Linked DNA regions of Macaca mulatta: region 2 is linked to region 1. The links are chromatin contacts, called in public Hi-C maps. All regions are on one chromosome and are shown on one strand. The core of a region is the stretch at or near the end of the contact, and the rest is flanking DNA. Distances in the headings are between cores, read along the strand shown. Region 1 holds the start of ANKRD17 (ankyrin repeat domain 17). Region 2 holds the start of COX18 (cytochrome c oxidase assembly factor COX18).

Region 1 (4,748 bases), core at 1,687-4,186:
CTTCCAAGTAGTGTTTCAGCCACTCCTTCTTCTCTTTTCTGTCTTTGCCATCTCCAACATATAGTTTTCAAGGTCACCATGCTGAAAGGCATCAGGTTGATGAAGAAAGAGTAAGGGAGAATAGGACTTCATTAACCCTAAAAATGAGCACATCATTTCCATTCATATTTCATTGGCTAGAAGTTAATCACGGCCAGGCACAGTGGCTCTGGCCTGTAATCCCAGCACTTTGGGAAGCTGAGGCGGGGGAATCACCTGAAGTCGGGAATTCGAGATCAGCCTGACCAACATGGAGAAACCGTGTCTCCACTAAAAATACAAAATTAGCTGCGTGTGATGGTGCATGCCTGTAATCCCAGCTACTTGGGAGGCTGAGGCAGGAGAATCGCTTGAACCCGGGAGGCGGAGGTTGCGGTGAGCTGAAATTGTGCCATTGCATTCCAGCCCGGGCAACAAGAGCTAAACTCATTCTCAAAAAAAAAAAAAAAAAAAAAAAAAAAAAAAAAAAAAAAAGGTAGTTCATCACATGACTACAATCAACTACAGGGAAAGCTATGAAATTTAGTTTAGCTGTGTGCCCGGGAAGAAATAAGTTTCATGGGCTAGTCAGTTCCTGCCAGAGGTTCTAGCGGGGAAAAAAAAAGTTAGATAAAAATAAAAGAAAGTGACTTTACGGGCCTTGTCCATTTTAGTAGTTTTGAACTTTATCCTACTAGTGAAATAGGATCATCATTTCACTATTATGCTAATGAGCAAAAAACTCATTTTCTTCCAAACAATGAGATTACTTTAAAGAGAGTATTTTTGGTAGCACGATAGACACGGGAACTAGACTGCAGAGTGCTGACAAGTCAATTTCAGAAAACAAAAAAGACACTGAATGTAGAAGACTTTTTTTTTTTGAGGTGGAGTCTCCCTCTGTCGCCCAGGCTAGAGTGCAGTGGCACGATCTCAGCTCACTGCAACCTCCGCCTCCCCGGTTCAAGCGATTCTCCTGCTTCAGCCTCCTGAGTATAGAATACTTTTTAAGGAAAGAAAGTTTGCTTGTGAAGGAAACAACTGAAAGCTACAGAAGAATTAGTTAAGGAACCAGAATTTGTAGAAGGTTGACAACAGAAAAGATAATTACTGGATGAGAAAGAGGGGTATTGGAACTAGAATATGTATGAAGAGTTAATCTCACATATTAACAGTGAGTTTCTCATTCCTAGATACTGGAGAAAAGGAAATCTCAGGAAATTTCTAGCACTTGGAAAACTGTGAAGTTCTAAGTTAAAAGTCATATAATGAAATGGGCTGGGATTTAAAGACTGCAAAAAGTATTCAAGTGGAAAGGGAGAAAAAGATGCTGAAGAATATACAAAGCAGGAAGGAGGGATGCAGCTGAAATTATAAAATCTAAATCAGTAGTGGTGAGATACACAATGCAGTGCTTTGTTCTACACTGGACTCAGCAACGACCGTAGGAGAGGAATAGGCAGATGGTTACCACTCTGCATATATATTTACTATAGCAGTTATTACACTGTAAAGCCCCTGGAAACAGAGACTTTGATTCCACAAATTATGCACACAGTAGGCACATGATGAATTTTTGTTTGAATGAATTGATTTAGTCATTGCCAATTCTGCCATGGTACTCTGTAGAGTACTGGCAACTGCCCACATTTCATATGGTATGCCAATGCTAAAAAGAAAAAAATGCTAAAAAAAAAAAAAAAAAAAAAAAAAAAAAAAATCCAGGCATATTCAGCTAAACTTAGCAGTCTTAAAACGGCAACTATGTCAGCTGAGACATACTTTTAATCTTGTGCCAGTACATCTGTCTTTGATGTTTGCTTCATTTTCCTTATGCCACTATACTCCCACTAGACCAGAAAGGGATAATTCTGAGTTCAATGGGCTCCACTATCATTTCAAAAGTCCTGAAAGTTCTTTAGACACCTAAAAATGAACCCACAACCCCCATCACAATATTCCTTCCGAGAGAAGTATACTGACAATAATCATTATTTATGCCTGCTTCCAAGTTGAATCTAAGAGGGCCAGAAGAGCTAAATCAGGGTCATTCAGAGAATCGTCTACAAAGTCTGGCACAGACCACGCATCCTTCCCGTGTCTTCCTCCCCTCGTAAACTTGAGGTGTAATGATCTTAGACATCTCCTAATCGACTGCCTTCATATTACACACGTGTAAACTCGTAGAGGATGTCTATGAACCAAGCTTAAACTTAGGTAACGAAGGCTCTTTTCCCAACACGACGCCATCTCTCATGATCCAAAGCTTTATCTCTCGATTTGGCGGTCGAAAAAAACGACCAGGAATAAAACTACGTACAGCAGTCCAGAACGAGGCCCCACCTCCCGGATCTGGCGGACTGGCCTCCCGTCAACAAAGTGTCTGGACCGCGCTTCCGCACCTCACACTGCCCGGGGCCGGCTCCTCTCCAGCCTCCCCGTACTCCCCACACATCGTAGCACAGCGCGCCCGCGGGGCCCCAGACCCGGCCCTCGAAATCTCACTTTCGCCTTTCGGCCGCCCGCGCCCCACGGCTCAGGCGACGGCTGATGGCGTCACTGCACTTCCGTCTGCGGCTGCGTTCTAATCACAAGCCAGGAAGGAAGAAGGGAGGGCTGCAGGGCTGTGTGTGCGGGAAATAGAGAGGAAAGAGAAGAAATCCGGGAGCTCGCGGGCGCTCCGGCTGCAATCGCGCCCCCCTTATCTGTCCCCGCCGTTCCCCTTCGGAACGTGCCCCAGGCACACTTCCCCGGCTTTCTAGTCTCCTCTTCTCTGGTTCTCCCGACACCCGGTATCCCTCTTAAACGCCTCACCCCCTTCCCTTGCTCCCTCCCTCTCCCTCCCTCCCATCGTCAGGCTCCCCGCCCTTAGTATCGCGAGACGAGGTGAGAGCTGGCGGAGCGGCGGCGGCGGCGGCAGTAGAGGTGACCGAGGCGGTGGCGGCGGAGACGGCACCGATTGCTGTGTCGGCCCCAGTGCGGCCGAAGTCGCGGTAGAGCGTAGCCCCCACGCCCCTCCCCCGTCCGCGCCCTCCCTCTTTCCCTGGGGATGGAGAAGGCGACGGTTCCGGTGGCGGCGGCGACGGCTGCAGAAGGAGAAGGGAGCCCCCCGGCGGTGGCGGCTGTGGCGGGCCCCCCCGCGGCGGCGGAGGTCGGCGGCGGCGTTGGCGGCAGCAGCGGAGCTCGCTCGGCCTCGTCTCCTCGTGGGATGGTGCGAGTCTGCGACCTGCTCCTGAAGAAGAAGCCGCAGCAGCAGCAGCACCACAAGGCCAAGCGTAACCGGACTTGCCGACCCCCTAGCAGCAGCGAAAGCAGCAGCGACAGCGACAACAGCGGCGGCGGTGGAGGCGGCGGTGGAGGCGGAGGTGGCGGCGGCGGCACCAGCAGTAACAACAGCGAGGAAGAAGAGGACGACGACGACGAGGAAGAGGAGGTTTCTGAGGCAAGGGCCTGGTTTCCAAGGAAGGAGGGAGGAAGGGACTGTAAGGGATAGGGGCCGAAGGTGGGAGGGGACTTTCAGTGGGACAGATTCCAGTGGGTTGATCTCTTAGGGGCCAGGCTTTCGACTGCCCCCTTTCTTCCCTCGGCCTAAATCGTGAGGTGTGGGAATGTGGGGGAGGGTAGCTGACACGTGGGGGTGGGAGGACCACGGAGTTCACAGAGTTGGTGAACAGCCTGTTATCATGGCATGGCTCACATGGTTAAGGATGGAGGGAATTGGTTAGATTCCCAGTTTGCACGCCGGGGGGTGGGGGGGGGGTGATCTGCCTGGGGCCAGTAGGGCCACCTTAGTCTGGGACGGGATCGGGATCAAAGCGGGAGGAGTAAAATAATAGGTAGATGAGTCTCTTGGGGACCAACTAGGAGGTTGTTCAACTTCTCCCAGCTATGAGATGGAGGGGAGCAGTTTGAGGGGGACGTAAGGTTGTAATGGACTCAGAGCTAAGTGTTTGTGTATGTGAGGGACACGTGAGAAGCTGTACTTTTCCATACTGTTCTGCAGGGTTTTTCGTAACTATCCTGGCTGCTGAAGTAACTTCACTTCCTCGATCTTCCAAGGATTTTCGATGAGCTGATGCTGTATTTGTATACATTTATCAGTAACTCTAAATAATTATAAATGACCATATACATTTGTAAGTGGATGAAAAATATATTTGATCCTTACACGTACATACATACATGTCTTCAAATGTCTCGTTAGTGAATTAGAATTAAGCTAGGACCTGTTGTCCTATACTATGGGACAGCCAAAGAGTCGGCTTTGGAGCCAGGCCTGGTTGTGGTGAGTTGGAATAGGAAGGCCTCTCGGTTTGTCCTAGTGATCTGGTTTCATAATAACTTTGTAATTTTTCTTGGGTCCACAGACAGGCGGCGTTGCAGGACCTTATTCCTCATAGAAGCCCTTACAACCCAAAGGCTCAGTAAAACATACCATACTGACAACCAACTGAGTTAGCTTTACTAGTTATTAGCTCTTTTATCACTCTCTTGTCTCCTTCCTGAAATAGAATCTAGAAAAATCTTTATCTGGAGAGGGAAATCTTTATCAGCAGAGGGAAAACAGCTTTGAAGACTGATTTTAAACTTAGTTCTAAGAGGAGACCAACTGATTCGTCTAGAACTAACACTTACTATTTATTCTCTTCCACAAACATGGAACTTATTTTGATGCAAGTCTGGTTTTCTGAACATTGGATTTATTGAATCCTGGTCTCTGTTGAAATAGG
Region 2 (5,051 bases), core at 757-3,256, 190 kb after region 1:
TGTCACCCAGGCTGGAGTGCAGTGGCGTGATCATAGCTCACTGCAACCTCAAACTCCTAGGTTCATGTGATCCTCCCCACGCAGCCTCCCAAAGCACAGGGATTTACAGGCGTAAACCACCATGCCCAGCCTTGTTTCTTCTTATGAGGGCACTTACCCAATTCGAGAGCTCTACCTTTAAGACCAATTACCTCCCAAAGGCCCTACCTCCAAATATCATCACCTTTGGGTTTCAGAAAAGAATCTGGGGAGGACAAAAACATTCAGTCCATAGCAAGCTCCATTCCTGTGTTTGGCACCATGATAGTTAAGAATTACAGAGACTGCAGAAAGAAAATGTAATACATAGTCTCTTCTTAAGGAATTTAAAGTTGAGAAATTAACTGACATAACACTGATATCAAAGACTGGAATAAGCTAATTATAAATGTTGAACTTTTAAAAATGTTTTAATACATTGAACAAGTTCATTTGCAAAGAGGATTGACAAACGATTTCAGTTGGTTCACTCAATAGTTGTAGATCATTTTATACTGTACTCTGAAACAAAAGATACAAGATAATCACAATGTTGTATAAACAGTGCCTATACATTAGTAGTAACACTTTCTTTTGCATTGGGCTTTAAAATTGACAAATACTTCCCCCAACATCCTCTACCAAGTAGATAGCAAGTTCTGGTCATCCCTATTATATGGATTAAGAAATGTGTTTATACAAATATATGAAATTAGCAGAAACTAAATATTCACAAATTTTATTTAGATCACAATATTCAAACTTAAGGAAATACTTTAAAATAAGAATGTAATATATGAACACAATACATAGCAAAAAATGTGTTCCCACACTAAAGTCTCATTTCTGACCCCTGATACAACTCCACAAAATTAAATCTTAGGAAATGAACAGCTTACAGCTTTTTTTTTTTTTTTTTTTTTAAGAGATGGGAGTCTTGCTTAAGACTTTAAGAATTTAAAAATTCATGTATAGATATATCAGTCAGTTTGGAAAGCACATGAATTCCAGAATCCTGAGAAAGTTATTGTAGGGTACCCTTGGTTAGGTGCACAGTGAAGGGCAAACGATAGCTGCCGTTTGACATTACCCAACATTTGTTGGAGGCTTCTTTTCCTAAATAAATAAATAAAATCAAGGTTTACTCCTCACAACATATTTTGGTATGTAGTCTAGGGGTGACCCTTCGGTGGGGAAACTCCTCCACGACATTCCATTTTGTTGTTTCCAAGAACACAAAAGTAAAAACTATATAGTTCGTGTAGATTCAACGTATTCCTTTTAACCAGAAGACAGCCAATGCTGCTGTTCGGGCTCTCTAAAGCTTATATAGGATACAAGTAAACTCCAGTGAGGAATTCACCGTACTGCCAGTGAACTGCCAGTGACAGTTTCCCTTAAATGAAGAGACGACACTTTTATCTTACTGTAAGATTTTGCTGCTATTTACCATGGAAGACAAAACATCGAAGAAATTCAGTTTGCAGGTGGTGTTCAAAATACTAACTGGAACAGATGGGTCAATTAAATCTACAAGAGACTGAACTACCCCTCGTGCTTTAAGTATGCTTATTAACACTCAGGGTCAGCAAGAAACATGCGTCTCTCTACAAGCCGGCACTTTAGCAACGTGTGACTCGCGTATTATAACCTATCGTAATCGCTAGCGGAAGCAATCAGGTGCACGTAAAAAGGTTGGGGATCAGCTTCTGGTCACAAAAAAAAAACACCGAGCAAAGATAATTCCACTACAAATGACGATTAGCGTTAGTGAAAAAGAATGGTAAGTTACACGGTGAAGATGAACTTTGCAAGGCGAGCGCTCCCTAGAGAACACCCAGCCCCGCGGAGGGCAGCAGGCTCCACCCATGTCTGCAGTTTTGGTCCGGCCTCGGAGTAACCACCCTAGCAGAGGGAAGTTTCGCGTGTGCGCAGTAGGCCTGCCCAGTGCCGCGTGGGAAAGGCGGGACCTTCCTATCTCTTGCGTCATATCAACTGCGACGCAAGACGTCACCGGCTTGACTGGGAAGGTCAATCGCGGCTGCAGGCGGATACGCCCGCGCTTTATGCCCGCTGTTGCAGAAGCGTGCGCGTTAACAGCTTTGGCTGGCTGGTGTATGTCGGCAGGATTGTGAAGCCCGGGTTCCGGGCTCTGCCGTGGTGCAGAAATGCTGTGCCGACTCGGCGGTCGGTGGCTGCGGCCGCTCCCTGCCCTGCAGCTGCGGGCTAGGGACCCGGCGCTTGCGCCGGTTCCTACGAGCGGCGCCAAACGCCCCACTCTCTCAGTGTGGGCAGTGGCACCAGTCTGTGCAGTCCATGCGAACAGCTGGTACGAGGCCCTGGCCGCGTCTTCGCCGGTGCGGGTTGCGGAAGAAGTACTGCTCGGCGTGCAGGCCACCACGGGCCTGCCCTGGTGGGGCAGCATTCTGCTCTCCACCGTGGCCCTGCGGGGTGCTGTCACGCTGCCTTTGGCCGCCTACCAGCACTACATCCTGGCCAAGGTGAGGGGCGCCGAGCCGTGCGCGTACCCTGCGCTGCAACACCTGCGGCGTAGGAAGGCCGACATTCACTCAGGGTTTTCGAACCCACGATGTTGCCTGCTGCAGTGCTTAATGCTTAATCATCGTGACCATTTCATTGTGACCATTTTAGCGTTAAAAATAATTTAACTAGCATTAGGTGTGTTAAATATTTTGTGATACATGTACCTGTCATTTCGTTTGTCCTACTGGATTTGTACTCCAAGCACAAGTGGTTACTATACTTGCTCTCGGGAAACGGAGTCAAAGAAATCAGTCGCAGAAGAAATTGTGTTGGCGAAACCTATAAAATTCATGTCTTAAAAGTTTTAACAGCCAGTATGTCTGCAGCGTCTTTCGTCCCAAAGTATTCCAGCTGATCTTTTTTATTAGGAAGAAACTACTGGACTAACAGTTTGCGAACTTGATTCCTGTCCAGGCCCGACTAAGACTGTGTCTGGTCGGTCGCAGTCACTTGAACTTTTACTGCTGAATCCTTTTTTCTGAGGAATAAGGATAGCAGTACCTTCCTTGCCTACTTCACAACATTATCAGAGCAGGTCAGATAATACGGGTTCAAGTGCTTGATTATTCAAATGGGATATTTCAAAAATAGTGGCTTTCATGTTTTCAAGTTGTGAGCATGGGGGAAAAAAACCGGAAACAAAACAGGAACGGAATCAGCAGCAACATTAAGGCAGTGAGCCATTTTACAGGAAGAATGAACACAGGGCAGGAATAAATGCTATTTTTGTTTTTGATTTGTGGCTATCGCAGTGGAAGGTTCTTAACAGACAGCTGTTTTCTCCGCTTACATTACTAGGAAATCTAAAGATGGAACAGTAAAGCTCAGGGTGCAGTTCTCATCTAATACTTATAACCCTGTGAAGTAGGTGCTGTTATATATTTTATATGTGAGGGAACCTGATTTTAGAGGTTAAGTTACTTACCCAGGATCACATGGATAAGTATACATTGTGAATTTGGTTGTGACTGAGGACATTTTAAGCAAATTAACATCTTGTGCTTAGACTTAAGGTTTCTTGACATGATCAGTAAACTACATTTTTAAATGACTCGAGGGAATAATGTGAAAAATTCTGAGTTATTGTGAATAAAGATCTTTTATATGCTCATAACAAAACCTATTTTTTAGCTAGGTGGAAAATTTGCAGCCAGAAATAAAAGCTATTGCCAGGCATCTTAACCAAGAAGTTGTAGTTCGTGCAAATCAGTTGGGGTGGTCCGAAAGAGTTGCCAGGTAAGCAAATTATATCCATGTAAGAGCGCGCACACACACACACACACATAATTAGTGATGTTAATTATAAGTTTGAGTATTCTGTAGTTTTGGCAGTATTTCTTTTACATATATATATATATATATATATATATATTTTTTTTTTTTTTTTTTTTTTTGAGACAGAGTTTCGCTCTTGTTACCCAGGCTGGAGTGCAATGGTGCGATCTTGGCTCATCACAACCTCTGCCTCCCGGGTTCAAGCGATTCTCCTCCCTCAGCCTCCTGAGTAGCTGGGATTAACAGGCATGCACCACCACACCCGACTAATTTTGTATTTTCAGCAGAGACGGGGTTTCTGCATGTTGGTCAGGCTGGTCTCGAACTCCTGACCTCAGGTAATCCACCCCCTTCAGCCTCCCAAAGTGCTGGGATTACAGGTGTGAGCCACCGCACCTGGCCTACTCTTTTATATTTTCATAAGTTATTAATATGGCATGATAGTTTCATATGCTGGACTGAAAGCAAAGAAATAAATGGAGAAAGATAAGAGCATGTTCCTATTCTTTAGGGATTCCAGCCTATTGAAAAAGACCTGTAATCAAATAATAATGTCAGTGAACTAACTACTCTATAAAGATTATGTACAAGGAGCTAGATCATCAAGGAAAGTCAGGGCAGGCTTCGCAGGATGAAGGTACTTTGCCATTTTTTTGTGATATTTGTCAACAAATGACGCAGGTTGTTTACAATCTTGACCGTTTGGAAAAGATACAGCAGGTAATAGCCCACAGGAAAGAGGAGGTAGAAAACGTAAGTGCCACAGTAGAAACACTTCGATAGCTAAGGTACTGTCCATCCTTTGTGGTTATTCTGTGCATTTGTCTGCCTGGGTTCTTGGTAAGTCCCAATCTAAGGGTGCTTGGTTGTGCCCAAGGATGTCTGCATTCATTTACTGGGAACTTACAAGCCTTCCTGCTTCAATCAACTCCTTAATCAGTTTCCCAAACTCTGATCCTTATTAGACTATGACAAATTATTCTCCTTTTTAAGCAATGAAAAAGGGCTTTTTGGTATCAATCTGTGTTATGTATATATTATTAACCATATATTTTTATATAGGTGTAAATTTCCCAACTATTTTTAATATGAGATTGTGTCCTTTATTTAGTGTTAAAAAGATCTGACATTTTAAAAAATCGTGGTGATAGTTTAATGTCTTTATTTGGTAAAAATTAAAAGTTGACAGAACTATAGTTTTGAAATTTTACTGA

What was found. Hi-C and Micro-C count contacts between places; a contact is called where the count stands out from the background.
Region 2: a Hi-C map of fetal cortical plate shows a contact between it and region 1, with 2.3 times the contacts expected there. The contact joins the promoter of COX18 here to the promoter of ANKRD17 in region 1. A contact is called at or near these places in 4 of 14 Hi-C or Micro-C datasets (CD4 T cells, blood, fetal cortex germinal zone and 1 more).

Annotation. Positions count from the first base shown.
Region 1 is chr5:60,637,598-60,642,345 of T2T-MMU8v2.0, forward strand. It overlaps ANKRD17 (ankyrin repeat domain 17), which reads left to right and starts at 2,937. Exons shown (of 33, transcript XM_028848512.2): 1 at 2,937-3,460. The coding sequence starts at 3,068. It overlaps LOC114678160, which reads right to left and starts at 2,550. Exons shown (of 3, transcript XR_013417907.1): 1 at 2,421-2,550. LOC144341163 (a long non-coding RNA gene) reads right to left here. Exons shown (of 2, transcript XR_013417915.1): 2 at 2,606-4,748.
Region 2 is chr5:60,826,526-60,831,576 of T2T-MMU8v2.0, forward strand. COX18 (cytochrome c oxidase assembly factor COX18) reads left to right here and starts at 2,007. Exons shown (of 7, transcript XR_013417940.1): 1 at 2,007-2,519; 2 at 3,698-3,798.